2 separate regions of the Macaca mulatta genome follow, and region 1 is linked to region 2. Evidence: chromatin contacts called from public Hi-C data. All regions are on one chromosome and are shown on one strand. The core of a region is the stretch at or near the end of the contact, and the rest is flanking DNA. Distances in the headings are between cores, read along the strand shown.

What was found. Hi-C and Micro-C count contacts between places; a contact is called where the count stands out from the background.
Region 1: a contact with region 2 is called in a Hi-C map of CD4 T cells, with 3 times the contacts expected there. The contact joins the promoter of DHX58 here to the promoter of NKIRAS2 in region 2. A contact is called at or near these places in 6 of 14 Hi-C or Micro-C datasets (CD4 T cells, cortical neurons, fetal cortex germinal zone and 3 more).

Annotation. Positions count from the first base shown.
Region 1 is chr16:66,445,220-66,453,012 of T2T-MMU8v2.0, forward strand. It overlaps DHX58 (DExH-box helicase 58), which reads right to left and starts at 5,437. Exons shown (of 14, transcript XR_013406801.1): 1 at 5,334-5,437; 2 at 4,438-4,606; 3 at 4,007-4,208; 4 at 3,437-3,627; 5 at 1,932-2,048; 6 at 632-758; 7 at 268-459. KAT2A (lysine acetyltransferase 2A) reads right to left here. Exons shown (of 17, transcript XR_013406792.1): 13 at 7,631-7,774; 14 at 7,201-7,342; 15 at 6,952-7,015; 16 at 6,733-6,817; 17 at 5,852-6,575.
Region 2 is chr16:66,357,984-66,364,676 of T2T-MMU8v2.0, forward strand. It overlaps NKIRAS2 (NFKB inhibitor interacting Ras like 2), which reads left to right and starts at 1,686. Exons shown (of 4, transcript NM_001194812.2): 1 at 1,686-1,734; 2 at 5,994-6,101. The coding sequence starts at 6,008. It overlaps DNAJC7 (DnaJ heat shock protein family (Hsp40) member C7), which reads right to left and starts at 1,548. Exons shown (of 14, transcript NM_001261251.1): 1 at 1,448-1,548. The coding sequence starts at 1,524. It overlaps LOC144335717 (a long non-coding RNA gene), which reads left to right. Exons shown (of 2, transcript XR_013406839.1): 2 at 828-1,543.

The DNA of each region.
Region 1 (7,793 bases), core at 4,187-6,686, 91 kb after region 2:
CTAGCCTGGGCAATAGAGCAAGACCCCGACTGTTTTAAAAAAAAAAGTCAACAATGTGAATTAATTTTAACAACTATGCAAAAACCTTCACAAACGAGGAAACAAATCAGTCCTACCCATGGCCTTGGATTTTGGTTAGAAAAATAGGGTCTCCACCAGTATCCTCGCGGGCACCTTCCCACCTGACCTTGTCCCCTGTGCCCTGGCCTCTGACCTCGCATCCAGGTCCCATCACCCCCGGGCCGGAATCCCCCTCCTGCCCCTCACCATCGAACAGGGCCAGCAGCCGGCGCTCGGCACACAGGATCTGGGTTTTAGTGACGTGCTCCCTGTGATAGAAATCCTGCAGCGCAGCCAGGGCATCCACGGCGCGGACGGTGTCATGGATGAGCAGCGCGTCATTGTAGCGCCTCAGGTGAAGTGCGTACACCCGCTGCTCCTGGAGCCCGGCCAAAGCCGCTGCGGGCAGAGGGCATAGTGTCTGAGCGGCCCACAGCCCCGCCCCTGTCCCGCCCCATAGGGCCCTCCCACTCAGACTCCGCCCCTGGAGTGGCTAGGCCTCCGCCCAGGCAGGCCCCGCCCCTGACTCCTCCAGCATCTTCGCCTCCGCCTGAGGGGCTGTCCCTCTCACCAGCCTCGCTCAGCTTCACCACCTGCTGCTCATACATCTGCGTCCCAAAGTTCCGGCTCAACTCAGGCATCTCCAGGTGGTCGTGGACTTGGTCCATGAGCTTCTTCAGCAAGTCCCCAAACGGATCCTGGGCAAGAAGAGAGTTGGATGGGATTCCCATACACACTGGAGGATGGGCACCCAGTGGGGGTGCTGACCCCGGCGTGTAGCACGCTGCGACTGCCTCAGCCATCTGTCTAAGCTGAGGGATGAGCTCCAGAGGGAGGCCGGCTGGAGTGTGAAGGAGTCCTGCCCTGTCTCACCCACGATGTGCTCTTACCCTTTGGCCTGGGCACGGTGATGCCTAGTGTAAGGTACATGGATGTGCCTTGGTCAAGGAATAGGCTGAGGCGGACATCCGGGCCAGAGTGACTCAGCGAGTTTAGGGGGCAGGCACATACTCCACTTGCTATGTAACCTGTTTGTGTAAGTTCATACTGGACTCTACTGTCAGTAGAAGGTATAACTGCCCTGCTGACGCCGTGCATGGGGCTCGGTTCAGCTCAGCACGGCAGGGCACGCTGGCATGCCCAGAGAGAGAATAATGCTACTAATTCCTGTAAGGGAGGGCCGGTCGCCTTGAAGGTGGGCAGTGGGGAGCCGGGAACCGGCTTGTGCCCAGAGGGAAAGAGTTAAGCTGCTGACCCTGACAGAGCTGGCCTTGCAGGCCAGGGAGTGCAGCTGCAGGTGTGGGGGCAGCAGGAGCCACAGAGCCAGAGCACACAGCCCAGATAAAGGTGGACAGTGTGAGAGAGCTGCTGCTGAGAGAGCTGCTGAATAAAACTACATTTCACCTGCCTATGGCCCCCCAAGTGTTCTTTCAGCTATCTGCTCCCTCACTCCCTCCCTCCAGACCACGGCGTGGGCTCAAACCTGACCCCAAATGTAACATTTGGTGTAGTTATGGACCTGACACCTAGTCCTTGTCCAGTCCAGTCATAGCAGACACCAGGCCGTGTCCATACTGGAGAGGGCTCAGTAGAGCCTCAGCAAAAAGTATCCCTGCTCTCTGGTTTCTAGAGCACTCCCCAGCATGTCAGTGCTGTGACAGACACCGGCGGTGCCTTCTGAGTCAATCCAAAGAGCAGGCTGTGGGCATGGGCTGTATCTGCCCCATTTCACAGAAAGGAGAAATTGAGGCTCAGATACATAGCAAGTGACCTGAAGTCACAGAGCCTGTGAGGGCGGAGTCAGGGCCCAAGCCTAGGTGTCCTAACTTGACACCAGCTCCCGCTCTCACCGTGTCCCTGCCCCTACATACCTGGCTGCGCCTGTGGCAGAGGTTGTACTGTTTGCAAGGCTGTTGGCTGTGCTCCTGCAGCCGGGGGCGATAGTTCTGGGGTGACATGATGCACCACGTGTCCAAGTTGGCACAGAGCTGGGGGCAACAGAGAGGACTTTACTGGAAAGGGAGGGTCTGTGGGGACAATGGGCAAACCTTTGGGGCAGGATGGATCCCAGCTGAGGACAGGACAGTGTGGGCCATTGCGGGTGTGGGCATTCGTCTACTCAAATATTGCTCGCCCTCTCTCTGCCAGTCTTGTTCTAGGCACTGGGGATACAAAGGAACTCAGATTGGAGTTGGAGAGACAGATAATAAACCAGTAAATAATAATAGAACCGGCCAGGTGCGGTGGCTCACGCCTATAATCCCAGCACTTTGGGAGGCCAAGGCGGGCGGATCACCTGAGGTGAGGAGTTTGAGACCAGCCTGGCCAACATGGTGAAACCTCATCTCTACTAAAAGTACAAAAATTAGCCAAGCATGCTGGCACACGTCTGTAGTCCCAGCTACTCAGGAGGCTGAGACAGAAGAATCACTTGAACTCGGGAGGTGGAGGTTGCAGTGAGCCAAGATCGTGCCACTGCACTCCAACCTGGCTGACAAAGTGAGACTCGGTCTCAAGAAAAAAAAAAAAAAAAGAGGCTGGGCATGGTGGCTCATGCCTGTAATCCCAGCACTTTGGGAGGCCGAGGTGGGAGAATCACGAGGTCAGGAGTTTGAGACTAGCATGGCCAACATGGTGAAACCTCATCTCTACTAAAAATACAAAAAATTAGTTGGGCATAGTAGTATGCGCCTGTAATCCCAGCTACTCGGGAGGCTGAGGCAGGAGAATCACTTAAACCTGGGAGGCGGAGGTTACAAGGAGCCAAGATCATGCCACTGCCCTCTAGCCTGGGCGATAGAGTGAGACTCTGTTCCAAAAAAAAAAAAAAAAAAAAAAAAAGAATAGAACCTTGCAGAGCACGTTAACAAGCTCTGAAGAGGATAGCACTGGATGACATGACAGAGAGCAGAGGGGGTGATCAGGGAGGACTTTCAAGAGGTGGCATTAAGCTGTTCAATGAATGACAAGGAGGAAGCAGCAGGTAAAGTTCAAAGGGAAGGGCATTCCAGGCAAAAGAAACGGTAAGTGCAAAGGTCACGAGATGGGAACAAGCCCTGCATGTTCAAGATGCAGAAGGCAGGCCAGTGTAGCTGTAGGATGAGCTACAACAGGGAGGGCGCAGGAAATGAGGTGGAGAGATAGATCATGTGGAACTTTGTAAACCATAGTAGAGTTGGGAGTTAATTCTTTGTGCCATAAGAAACCATTGGAGGCTGGATCTTAGGCGAGGAAGGGGCCAGACACTGCCATGGAGAGCCTGGTAGGACTGGTGGGGATGGGGTAGTGGCAGGGCAGGCAGGCAGGCAGGGAGGGAGGGAGGGAGGGAAGTCCCTGGTGGGTCTGGCAGTGGGAGGCCCACAGGGGCCAGGCTGACCTGCAGGACGTGGTCGATGGCCCCATCGAGCTTGGAGGCCCCGCCAGTGCCTGGGGAGGCTGTGAGACCCAGCACCTGGGGTAGGGGCCGTGCCCTCTGGAGTTTAAGTTCTAGGTACCGGCTCATGATGACGTTGTAGACAGTGTCCTTGTGCGTGTGGTGGCACTCATCCACCACGATCAGGGAGAAGGCTGAGGGCACAGGGAGGAAGGCTGTGACCTGTGTTTGCAAAGCCCTTCCTCCCATCAGCTTTCAGGTAGTCCCCACAATAGTCTAAGAATTCCTTCTTCCCTTCCCGACTTGCAGCTGTGTCCCAGGATGGAGAGCCAGGCAGGGATGATTTCTCTCCATTTCACAGATTAGTAAACCGAGGCTCAGCTGGGGAAGGGACTTGTCTAAGATCCTATACTATAGCCCGGCCTGTTTCTACTAGAGTGTCTGCTGGGGTTTTGTGAACAGGCAACCCTCCACTCCCACAAAAACTCCCAACACCTTGATTCCAGTGGGTGCCCTGGGGTTGGTGGAAGTACCCCAGATGCATATCCTTTTCCTCCTGGCCATGGCCCTCACCAGTGAGCTCCACGTGCTCCTCCTCCTCGGGGCTGGTCAGTGCCATCTGCAGAAGCTCTGCTGTGCAGATGAGCAGGTCATGGCACCGGGCCAGGTGGCCAAAGCCAGCACGTGGCCCCATGTCCCCACTCAGTGTTGTCACGGTCCAGCGTCCATCCAGCATGCGCCTGAACTCTTCACCGTGCTGGGTCACCAGGTGCACCTGGAGGTGGAGAATGAGCTGGGAAGAGAAAGCTGAATCTGGGGCCAGGGAAGTGCGGGGGAGGTAAGGTGACCCGCAGGGCATGGCTGGGTACTGAGCCGGGGTGGAAAGACAGGTGAGCTTAGGGATGGCCACAGCAGCTTTGGAGTTCTGGCGGGGACTGAGAGATGCCTGAAGAGCTGAGACCCTGCTTGGTGGTGGGGGAGTGGGGCAGGGACAGACCACTCACCCTGTTGACCAATACAACCACCTTGGCTCCATCCACAGTCTCTAGGTGCCGCTTGGCCACATAAGCAGCCGCCCGGGTCTTCCCAGCCCCCGTGGGCAGCCAGATGATGATATTTTTGCCCTCCAGGGCAGGCATGATCACCTCCCACTGGTAGGGCCGCAGCTCCATTCTGGGAATAGCAGGGGACTCAGACCCACCGGCCCCTCCACCCCTCCCAACTCCTGGCCAGACCAGTTCGTGCAGAGACCTCCCTTTGCCCAGGACTCCACCCCACTTGAAGGAGGTGGGGCAGGACTCCCTCAGAGCCCATCAGGACTCTGCTCTGCCCAAAAGCGGGAGGCGGGAGTAACACAGGCTACACCTGCCCCCTGCCCAGCCCAGGTCTCACCTGCTCTAGTCGGTAGGTCTGCCCAGGGCAGTCCCACTTAATTCAGCCTAGTGCTACTGTGCTCAGCTCAGAGACCCGAAATGGAAACTGAAACTGAGGGAAGGAGCCAGCTGAGCCGACTTAGGAATCTCCCATCCCCGCCCCGGGAAAAAGAACCAATAAAAAAGAACCGTTTGTGCTAACAGTCATCGCCAACTGCCGCGAGTACAAACTCCGGGACGAGTACTGCCGCTGCGCCAGCGCCGTGGCAGGCATGATCACCTCCCATTGGTAGGGCCACAGCTCCATTCTGGGAATGGCCGGGGACTCAGACCCACTGGCCCCTCCATTCATCCCAACTCCTGGCCAGACTGGTCGGTACAGAGACCTCCCTTTGCCCAGGACTCCACCACACTTGAGGGAGGTGGGGGAGGACACGCTCAAAACCCTTCAGGAGACTGCTCTGGCCAAAAGGTGGGGGTGGGAGTAACACAGGCTACACCTGCCCCCTGCCCAGCCCAGGTCTCACCTGCACCACCAGGTAGGCCTGCCCAGGGCGGCCCTGTTTAGCTCAGCCTGGTGCCGCTGTGCTCAGCGCAGACAGCAGAAATCGGAAATGGAAACTGAAACTGAGGGGAGGAGCCAGCTGAGCCGATTTAGGAATCTCCCATCCCTGCCCGAGAAAAAGCCCCATGTGTGCTAACAGGGAAGCACTCTTTCACTGCTACGGGATCCTCTATGCTTTGGCCCTTTTGCGGTCAGTTGTAACCACGTCCACCCAAGTTAAGGTTAAGTCAGGAGGTTCTGACCCCTGCTGCCCTGGCATCTGGATCAGGAGCAGCCTGGAGGAGGGAAGAGGTGGGGGGCTGCAGCCAGGTAGGTCTGCCCGACTAGAGCAGGTGAGACCTGGGCTGCGCAGGGGGCAAGTGTAGCACAGGACCAGGTCTGAGGCTTGCTGGGGAGAGCAGCCTCCAGTTTGCAAGAGGTCCCTGGGGGGCCAAGGTGAGCCTGCTAAGGCTGGGACTATACCAAAGAAACAATCACACAGAGAAATAAAAAGCTTTATTGTTCCCTCTAAGGGATTAATGCCAGGGAATGAATGGTCCCCATACCCCCACCCCGGGGGAGACTGACAGTACAGTACCGGACAAGGCATGGCCCCCTCCAGTTTGGACTGAACTTCCAATCCCTGAAGCCATCACTCAAGCTAAAATGAGCAGTCCTGGTCCTCAGGGAAATAGCCACCTGGGAATCCAAGCCTCCAAAGCTGTTAGGGACCAGGTCTGGGGGCCACCACGGCTGGGCAAGGTTCATCCCGTCCCACCAGCCACTCTAGAGGGACTGGGCCCCAACCCAGGAAACCTCTCACACACAGTGAAGGCTGGGACAGAGCTGCAGGCTTGGGGGTGCCTGAAGGCATCCCTTTCTGGAAAGGGATGCAGGATCAGGGGCCGGAGGGCCCTTGGCTAGAGTGTCTCAAGCTGAGTTGGGTCCGTGGGGCCAGGGCATCCCCTAAGGATCAGATCAGAATCCGAGGTGGAGACATTCAAGGTCAGGGCTGTGGCCCAAAGCTGGGCCTACTTGTCAATGAGCCCTCCTTCCTTGAGCTTGAAGTAGAAGAACTTCTCCAGGGCGCTGGCGCAGCGGCAGTACTCGCTGTCCGGGGGGTTGTACTCGCGGCAGTTGGCGATGACCCGCTGCAGGTCGGCCACAAAGAGCTTCCGGGTCACATAGTAGCGGCTTCGCAGCCGCTCAGTCATGGTCTTCAGGTCTGGGGCAGCAGGAGGCGGAGCACAGCTTTAAGAGGCTGAGGACCATGGCAGGGCTGTCCACCGGGGTGGGCCCCATGGGGCTGCAGGGCGCAGTGAGGGCAGGAGCAGGTATGGGGATGGAAGAGGGGGGAAGGAGATGGAATGGAGGGTCCTCACCAATGGGGAAGCGGATGACCTCGTAGTAGTCAGGGGCCTCCGACTTCTTCACAGGCTCCATGAAGGGCCAGGCACTGGGGTGCGACTGGAGAGAAGAGCCGAGCTGGGGACAGCCCTGCTGCACCCACGCCAGCCCGAGAACGCCACCCACCTCACACTGCATCAAGAGGCCACAGCCATTGGTGCAGGGGCCCCGGAAAGGCAACCTGGTCTCCCCACCTTGATTTGGGCCAGCAGGTTTTTGAGGGTTGTGTAGAGCTGGTCGGGGTCCTTCAGCTCCTTCCTGGGGTGAGACACACCAAGTCTGAGGCTCTGAGTCCCTCTGCCCCTCCCCCAACCTGGCTCCTTTGACAAAACACTCACCCCTTCTCCTTCCCCAACGGCTTCCAGCCCGTCTCTCCTGCAAAGTGGGAAGTGGGAGAATGTCTCTAAGAATGCCGATCCGCACCCCAAGCAGCGTGCCCCCACTACCCCGCAACCGAGACCTCTGCTTACGAATGCCAGGGACACTCTCCACAGGGATCTGCCTCACGCCCTCCTTGAAGCAGCTGAGCCCCGGGTAGACCTTGCGGATCTGGGCCTGTTTGCGCTCAATCAGCTTCTTGATGATCTGAGGGAAGGAAGGGTCTAAGGGGCCAGCTCCAGCCCCAGCAACAACCCCTCCCCGGGCCACAGTCAGAGCCACCAGCTGCACCCACCCAGATGCAATGCCACCTAATCCAGCACCTCCCTTCATACCTTCCCCAAGGGAGCAGAGCAAGAACCAAGATCCTGGCCTGTCCCCTCCTCACTCACACACATACACGCATGTACACGTAGTACAGGTCTACACACGTGCGCTCGCCCTCCGCATGCACATTCATGAAAACTCCCACAGATGCGCACGTGCGCACACCACCTCTTTCTGCTTCTTGATGATGTGGGACAGCTCTGTGTAGGGGATGCGGGGATTCAGCTCACACTCCATCAGTGTCGCTCCCTCGTAGTCCTTGATGTAGCCCAGGTATCGGCTTTTGGGCACCTTGATGTCCTTGGAGAAACCCTGGGGGGTGGATGGTCAT
Region 2 (6,693 bases), core at 436-2,935:
ATAAATTACCTATGGCCAAATCCCTATTTATAATATAAAGAAACACTGAACTCTTTCCAAATCCAAGTAACTCTCTACAATTAATTAAGCTCTGTCTGCACTGGGAGAAATTTTGTTTCCCATTGCAGCTCTTTAATGATGTATAAGGGTTGATGATGCTTAACTTTAAATATCTAGAAAGAAGCAGGAACAACATGAAAGCTCAAAATTAAGAACAGAGACTGGACTCTGGTGTCCTGGCTTCTCTGATATCCCAGGGACCTATTACACTTTGTCAGGCCCCCCAGCTCCCAACAGATCAGGAACTTGAGACACTGGCTGTGGTAACAACCTTCAAGCTTGATAACTATTCATGGCCTCCGTTCTTATATTTCTAACTCATCAGATAGTAAAAATCTCAGAATCCTGATTTCAGATCTCATGAACTAATTCTACATCACCACCTCAAATTACCCAGCCTGAAGACATAACGGGCTTGGTATGAAAATATAAAGTATGTGGGAATAAGACTGAGGGCACTGTAGGCATCTTGAACAAAAGGGTCAGATTAACCTGCAGCTGATAAGGAAAGGGCTCCAAACTTCTAGAACCTTCTTGTCAATTCTGCTTTAGTATTAGAACACGTATGACTACCCACAACTCTGTCCCAACCCCATTTCCAATAATCTGGCCTGTTGCCAGAATCTAGAGCGTTCTCGAAAACCACTCACTCAGCAGCTCCCTTGGCTAGTCCGACTGGCAGTCTCGAACCACTGCGGCTGCTTCGGTGTGCCAACAGCGCCCAAGCAGTTGCCCTCTTCCTTGGTGCTTAACTTAAGAAAGAACAGTGCTGGGAAGGATAAAGATCACCCAGGAAGGATAGGGGAAGAGGAGTCTGACACAGAGAACACGAGATAAGCCCCTCGCTCTTCCCTTTTTCTCTATCATCCTTGACTTCTGGGATAACCGGGGGCAACCAGGTCAATTATGGAGACACACAATCACCTCGAACCCAGACTAGTGATCGAAAAGGAAAACGGGGGGAGGAGAGCAAAGGTTTTAGAGATGGAAAGTGCAGACAGGCAACAATGCACAGAAGTTAACGAGAAGGAGGGAGTCAGGGGCGATGTAAGGAAGTCGTCATCGACGCCGCGCCGCCCCCCCCCCCTCGCACCAGACCTCCGAAATTGCCCTCCGAGACTCGGGCTCTCCTATAAGGACGATCGTCCTCTCAGCTGGAGAAGAAGGCCATGCCTCAGCTCCTTCGCCAGGCGGAAGCGGGAGAGGAAGGCCGACCCCCAAGAGCGCCCCTTCAGGGGGTCCATCCGGCCTTGATCTCAGATTGGGGGGGGGTTTGCGTAGGGCGGGGCATCGCCTCAACAGCTGGGGGCTGCATCATGGCAGGAACGGGTTTCCCTGAGCCACGGAGCTGCAGCTTGCCTCCTCTACTACCCTGCTACCCGGTTACCTCTTCGCCTCTTCGTCGTCGAGCAGCTCTGGCTCGGTCGCCGCCATTACCACATCGCACTCCGCGGCAGCCGCCATCTTACCGCCGGGACCAGAGAGCTGGGTGGGAGGCCGGCGGTGAAGAGCACTTCCGGTTGGAGCATAGAGCAGCTCAGCGGCGCCTCGCCCAGAAGGGCTCCCTCGGGCTCGTCTACCAGAGAGAGGCTCCGCTTGGGGCCAGAGCGGCCTCCCGTCCCCGGATGTCCAGGGTGGTCTCCGCGCCGGGGCGGGAGCCCAGGGACTGTGCCTGTGCGTAGGCGGCGCCACTTTACCCGTGGATGGGAATGGAGGTGTACGGGTGGTAGCCTCTCTAGGGCTTGATTGGTTTCAGTATTCCAAGAGCCTCGTTGCCATAGCAACTTCCAATCCTAGAGAGTCTTCCTTAAAGGCTCCGTGGAGTCTGGGTTGGGTGGGGACCAGGTGACCCAAGACTGTAGGGAAAGAGTCCCCACTGCTACCTTTCCGACCTTGGAGTGTGTTCACAGCTTCTTCCCGGGAAAGGCAAGAGCCACTCTGAGCCCAGTTCCCCCAGCTTTCATCGTTCTCTGGAAGCCCTACCCAATCAAGCCAGGGGAACGTAGGGCGTCTTCATCCTGCGCCTTTCATCCACTCCGGATCTCCAAACACCAACTGGTTCATCACCCTAATGACGCTGACCCTTTTACGAGGCTGCTTTCATGTCAGCCGCCTGGGAGTGCCATCTCAGCATTAAGCCTAGGAAAGCTGACACATGGCGCCCCAGACCCTGCCCTGGAGTTTATAAGGAAGCTCGCTGGGTGAGGTCCCTGCTCTTGTGTCCCCATTACTCCTACCTCTTATATAAACTCTCTACTCATCACGCTTGTCTTGCCGAATGCGGTCTGGATTGAGAACTCACAGGGGACAAGGGCACAGTTTAATTGTCTTGTTATTCCCTCACCCAAGCCACTATTTGTGGAGCTGAATTGAATTGGAGCTTTCTGGGGTTAAATTGGAGGCGTATTAGGAGTAGCTTTACAATGTAAAGCTAAGAGTAGCTAAAATGAGAAGAGGGCAAAGGAATTTTTAAAAGGATTTACCTGTTTCTTCCAGGAAAACAGCATGTGCCAATGCTCCTACCCTGCCTATCCCAGTGTGGAGGGAACTGAAACCACAGCGACCACTGAGTAGGGAGGGATAGGACAAGCTTACTAGGTTGGAAAGGAGGGGTCATTCGTTGAGCCAATCACTCAATAGCCCTTTCCAAAACGCCTACTTTGTGCTAGGTTGTGAGGGCACAAGACTTACAGACCACCTGCCCTGCCTGTCAGTGGCTCATAGTCCAGTCTAATGCTAGCCAACCTGTCTCACCATCTTCCCACTTTATGTTCTAAGGCAACTCATTTATTCCCACAGCTTTACTTCCATCTGTTGATGACTCTCAACTCTACATATCTCCAACCTAGACCTTTCTTCAGCTTCCACAGCTGCATATCCAACTATCTACTGGATATCTCTTGTATGTTTCACAAATCCCCAAAGCTTACCATATTTAAACTTAACTTTTCATTGTCTACCTACACCTGAACAACAGAAAAAACAAATGCTGGATGTAATTATTATCTTTCCTAAATTCCATATCTTGTTAAATGGATTAAACCATCCTCACTCTTGGCTTCCAATTTGTTGCTCAGTTTTGTTGATTCTCTTACCAAATATTTCCCAAATCCATCTCCGTTTTTCCATCCCGATTCAGGCACTCATCATATTTTTAAATCTTGGAATAGGCTGGGCATGGTGGCATGCATCTGTAGTCCCAGCTACTTGGGAGGCTGAGGCAGGAGGATCACTTGAGCACAGGAGTTAGAGGCTACAGTGAGCTATGAGCACACCAGTGTACTCCAGCATGGAGAAAAGAGTAAGACCCTGTCCCTAAAAACAAAAAACGGCAACAACAAAGCAACAGAAAAAAAAAAAAACAAAAAAAAAACTTGGAATACAGCAATAGTCTCCTAATCGGTCCCTAATTTCATCTCTGTCCAGTCTTGCCTCTTCTGCCAGAGTGACCTTCTTCAGGGACTGATCATGTCACTTCATTGGCAATGGCTTTCCATTGCCGTCAGTTTGATCTCTTTGGCCTACCACACAAAGCCTTTGATTATCTGTTTCTTTTATTTTTTTTTAATGATTTAATTTGAGTACCAGTATTTAGGTCCTTTCTACCACCAATATTGAACCCAAGTTCTCATAGTTCCAGAAAATGCCATGACTTGTAGCCATGTTTCCTCCACCCTAGGACACCCTTTCCCCCAAGCTCTTCAGTGTCTGCTGACTCAAAGTTAAATGCCATTTTGCTGTGCCCCACAGCACCTCAGTAATTGTTAGACATCTAGCTTCTCTAGACCGTGAGTTCTGATGGGCAGCCACCGTATCTAACTCGTCCACTTTCTCTCAGTATATGGCCCTGCACATGGCACAGACAGAGAAGATGCTCAGAAAACATTCGACGGATGAATGATTGAGTAAACGAAGAGTTACTGTACCCTGATCGCCTTTAGAGGGAGAACATTTGGGCCTCAGAGACACCAGGACAACCAGCGGCCCGCGTCCAGGGAGTCTAGAACCTTGGGTTCCCGCACACACCCAGGCCAGGTCGTGGCCGTCATTCCCCCGCCGACCTCTGGGGGAGCTGCGCGGTCCGCACCCGTTCTCCGCTGCCGGAATTCGTCTTGTCTGACGGAAGCTGGGGAGAGGGCAGGCGGCGGGGGCGGGGCCCGGCAGAGCCTACACCGACCCGGGAGGAAGACAATCCTGTGCGGCGGCGCTGCCCCTCCCCTGGTCCCCGCGCGCTCCAAGGGCCTGGCTTGGTGCTGCGGGGCCCCCGGGAGGTACGGAGCTGGGAGGCGAGGCTCGTCCGGCGCTAGGATCGGCCTCCGCCCCTGGGCCGCTTTAGGTGGCTGGTCTCTGCCTCTCATTCATATGGGGGCTCCCCCGTGGGAAAATCTGTGGCGGAGGCCCCTCTGGCCCACTCTTATGGTGTCTTTTATTGTAGGTCTCAGTATATGGAGAGGGGGTCTGTGTCAGGAGCTTCCCCTGGAGAGGTTTCTGTTTGGGACAGTCTTTGGGAGTGATCTATTTCTGCTCTCTTTGGGGGATCTTTGTCTGGAGCTCTTGGGGCGGGGGCGGGGGGGCTTGTGTTTGGAAGTTTGCCTTCGGGGAGATACCTGTCTGGGACCTCTTAGGGTTTCTTTTTTTTTTTTTTTTTTGAGACGGAGTCTTGCTCTGTCGCCCGGGCTGGAGTGCCGTGGCCGGATCTCAGCTCACTGCAAGCTCCGCCTCCCGGGTTTATGCCATTCTCCTGCCTCAGCCTCCCAAGTAACTGGGACTACAGGCGCCCGCCACCTCGCCTGGCTAGTGTTTTTTGTATTTTTTAGTAGAGACGGGGTTTCACCGGGTTAGCCAGGATGGTCTCGATCTCCTGACCTCGTGATCCGCCCGTCTCGGCCTCCCAAAGTGCTGGGATTACAGGCTTGAGCCACCGCGCCCGGCCCTCTTAGGGTTTCTATGAGCTTTCTCTTTTGTGTCTGTCAGCCCAAGGGCAGCAAAAAGTATCTCCTTTCTGAAGCCTTTTTTTTCCTTAGGTTTCTTCACTCTTTCTCTCTTATGTTCATTTTAGCCATATACTTGACTGGCGTTTAGAGGGAATTGATTGTTGTCCAGATGAGTCGTACAGGAAAGCAGATTGTCTTTTTTTTTTTTTTGAGACGGAGTCTCGCTCTGTTGCCCAGGTTGAAGTGCAGTGGCACAATCTTGGCTCACTGCAACCTCCGGCTCCCGGGTTCAAGCGATTCTCCTGCCTCAGCCTCTCAAGTAGCTGGGATTACAGGCACCCGCCACCACGCCTGGCTAATTTTTTGTATTTTTAGTAGAGACGAGGTTTCACTATGTTGGCCAGTCTGTTCTCAAACTCCTGACTTTGTGATCCGCCCACCTCAGCCTCCCGAAGTGCTGGCGTGAGCCACCGTGCCCTGCCCTAGATTATCCTTTTTATTTGCTCAGTCCCCCCAGGGAGCAGATGGCTTCAGACAGCCACACAAAATACTATTCCTGCTTAATTCGCCATGGGGTCATGATTAAAGAGAGGAAGCTGGGCTGAGTTCCCTTCACTAATTGGTCCTCTCTACATCTTGTGCACAGAAGGGAACCTGGCCAGTGGCCAGTGACTCTCCTCTCCCTTTATGGCAGCATTTCCAAGCACCTGCCCTGGGACAGGTACTGGCTAGGAACTGGGGATAACAAAGACGAATAAAATAACAGCTCACCGTCCAGTAGTGAACATAGAGACATCGGTTTTCTCTGACTAGCATTGGGATGGTGCTGAAACCCTGGAACTACACATTCAGTTTAGAACTTGGGCTCTCAGTTATGGAAGTTCTGCCTTCTATTTTTTTGGTTTTGGTTTTTGTCCACCAGAAAACATCTGCTAGTAACTGCCCTCTGTGTTGATGCTTTCTTTCCTCACCTCACCCAGCGTGCTTCTGTTCTTCAAGGTTGAAAACTAAGCATGGGGAAGAGCTGCAAGGTGGTCGTGTGTGGCCAGGCGTCTGTGGGCAAAACTTCAATCCTGGAGCAGCTTCTGTATGGGAACCATGTGGTGGGTGAGTATTATTGGAGGGGGAGGAACAGTGGGAAAAGTTGAAGAATAAGGAATAGGCTTGATCACAACACACACAGGCTAAAAGCTGCTCCTGGTGGTTTTTGCCCTGGAAGAATAAAACTTACATTGCAACAAATCAGCTCTACAACACTGAACAAAATCGGAGGGAGAAAGCCCTGTGTCCAAGATAGGAAGGAGAAGCTGTCATATCACACTTGTGCTTAGCATGGAATTAGCATAAAATTAATGTCCATTGGCTGGGCATGGTGGATCACACCCATAATCCCAGCACTTTGGGAGGCTGAGGTGGGCGGATCACCTCAGGTCGGGAGTTCAAGACCAGCCTGAACAACTTGGAGAAACCCTGTCTCTACTTAAAAATACAAAATCAGCCGGGCGTGGTGGCGCATGCCTGTAATCCCAGCTATTCAGGAGGCTGAGAGAGGAGAATCACTTGAACCCGGGAGGTGTAGGTTGCGCGCATGCCTGTAATCCCAGCTATTCAGGAGGCTGAGAGAGGAGAATCACTTGAACCCGGGAGGTGTAGGTTGCGGTGAGCCGAGATCGCACCATTGCACTCCAGCCTGGGCAAC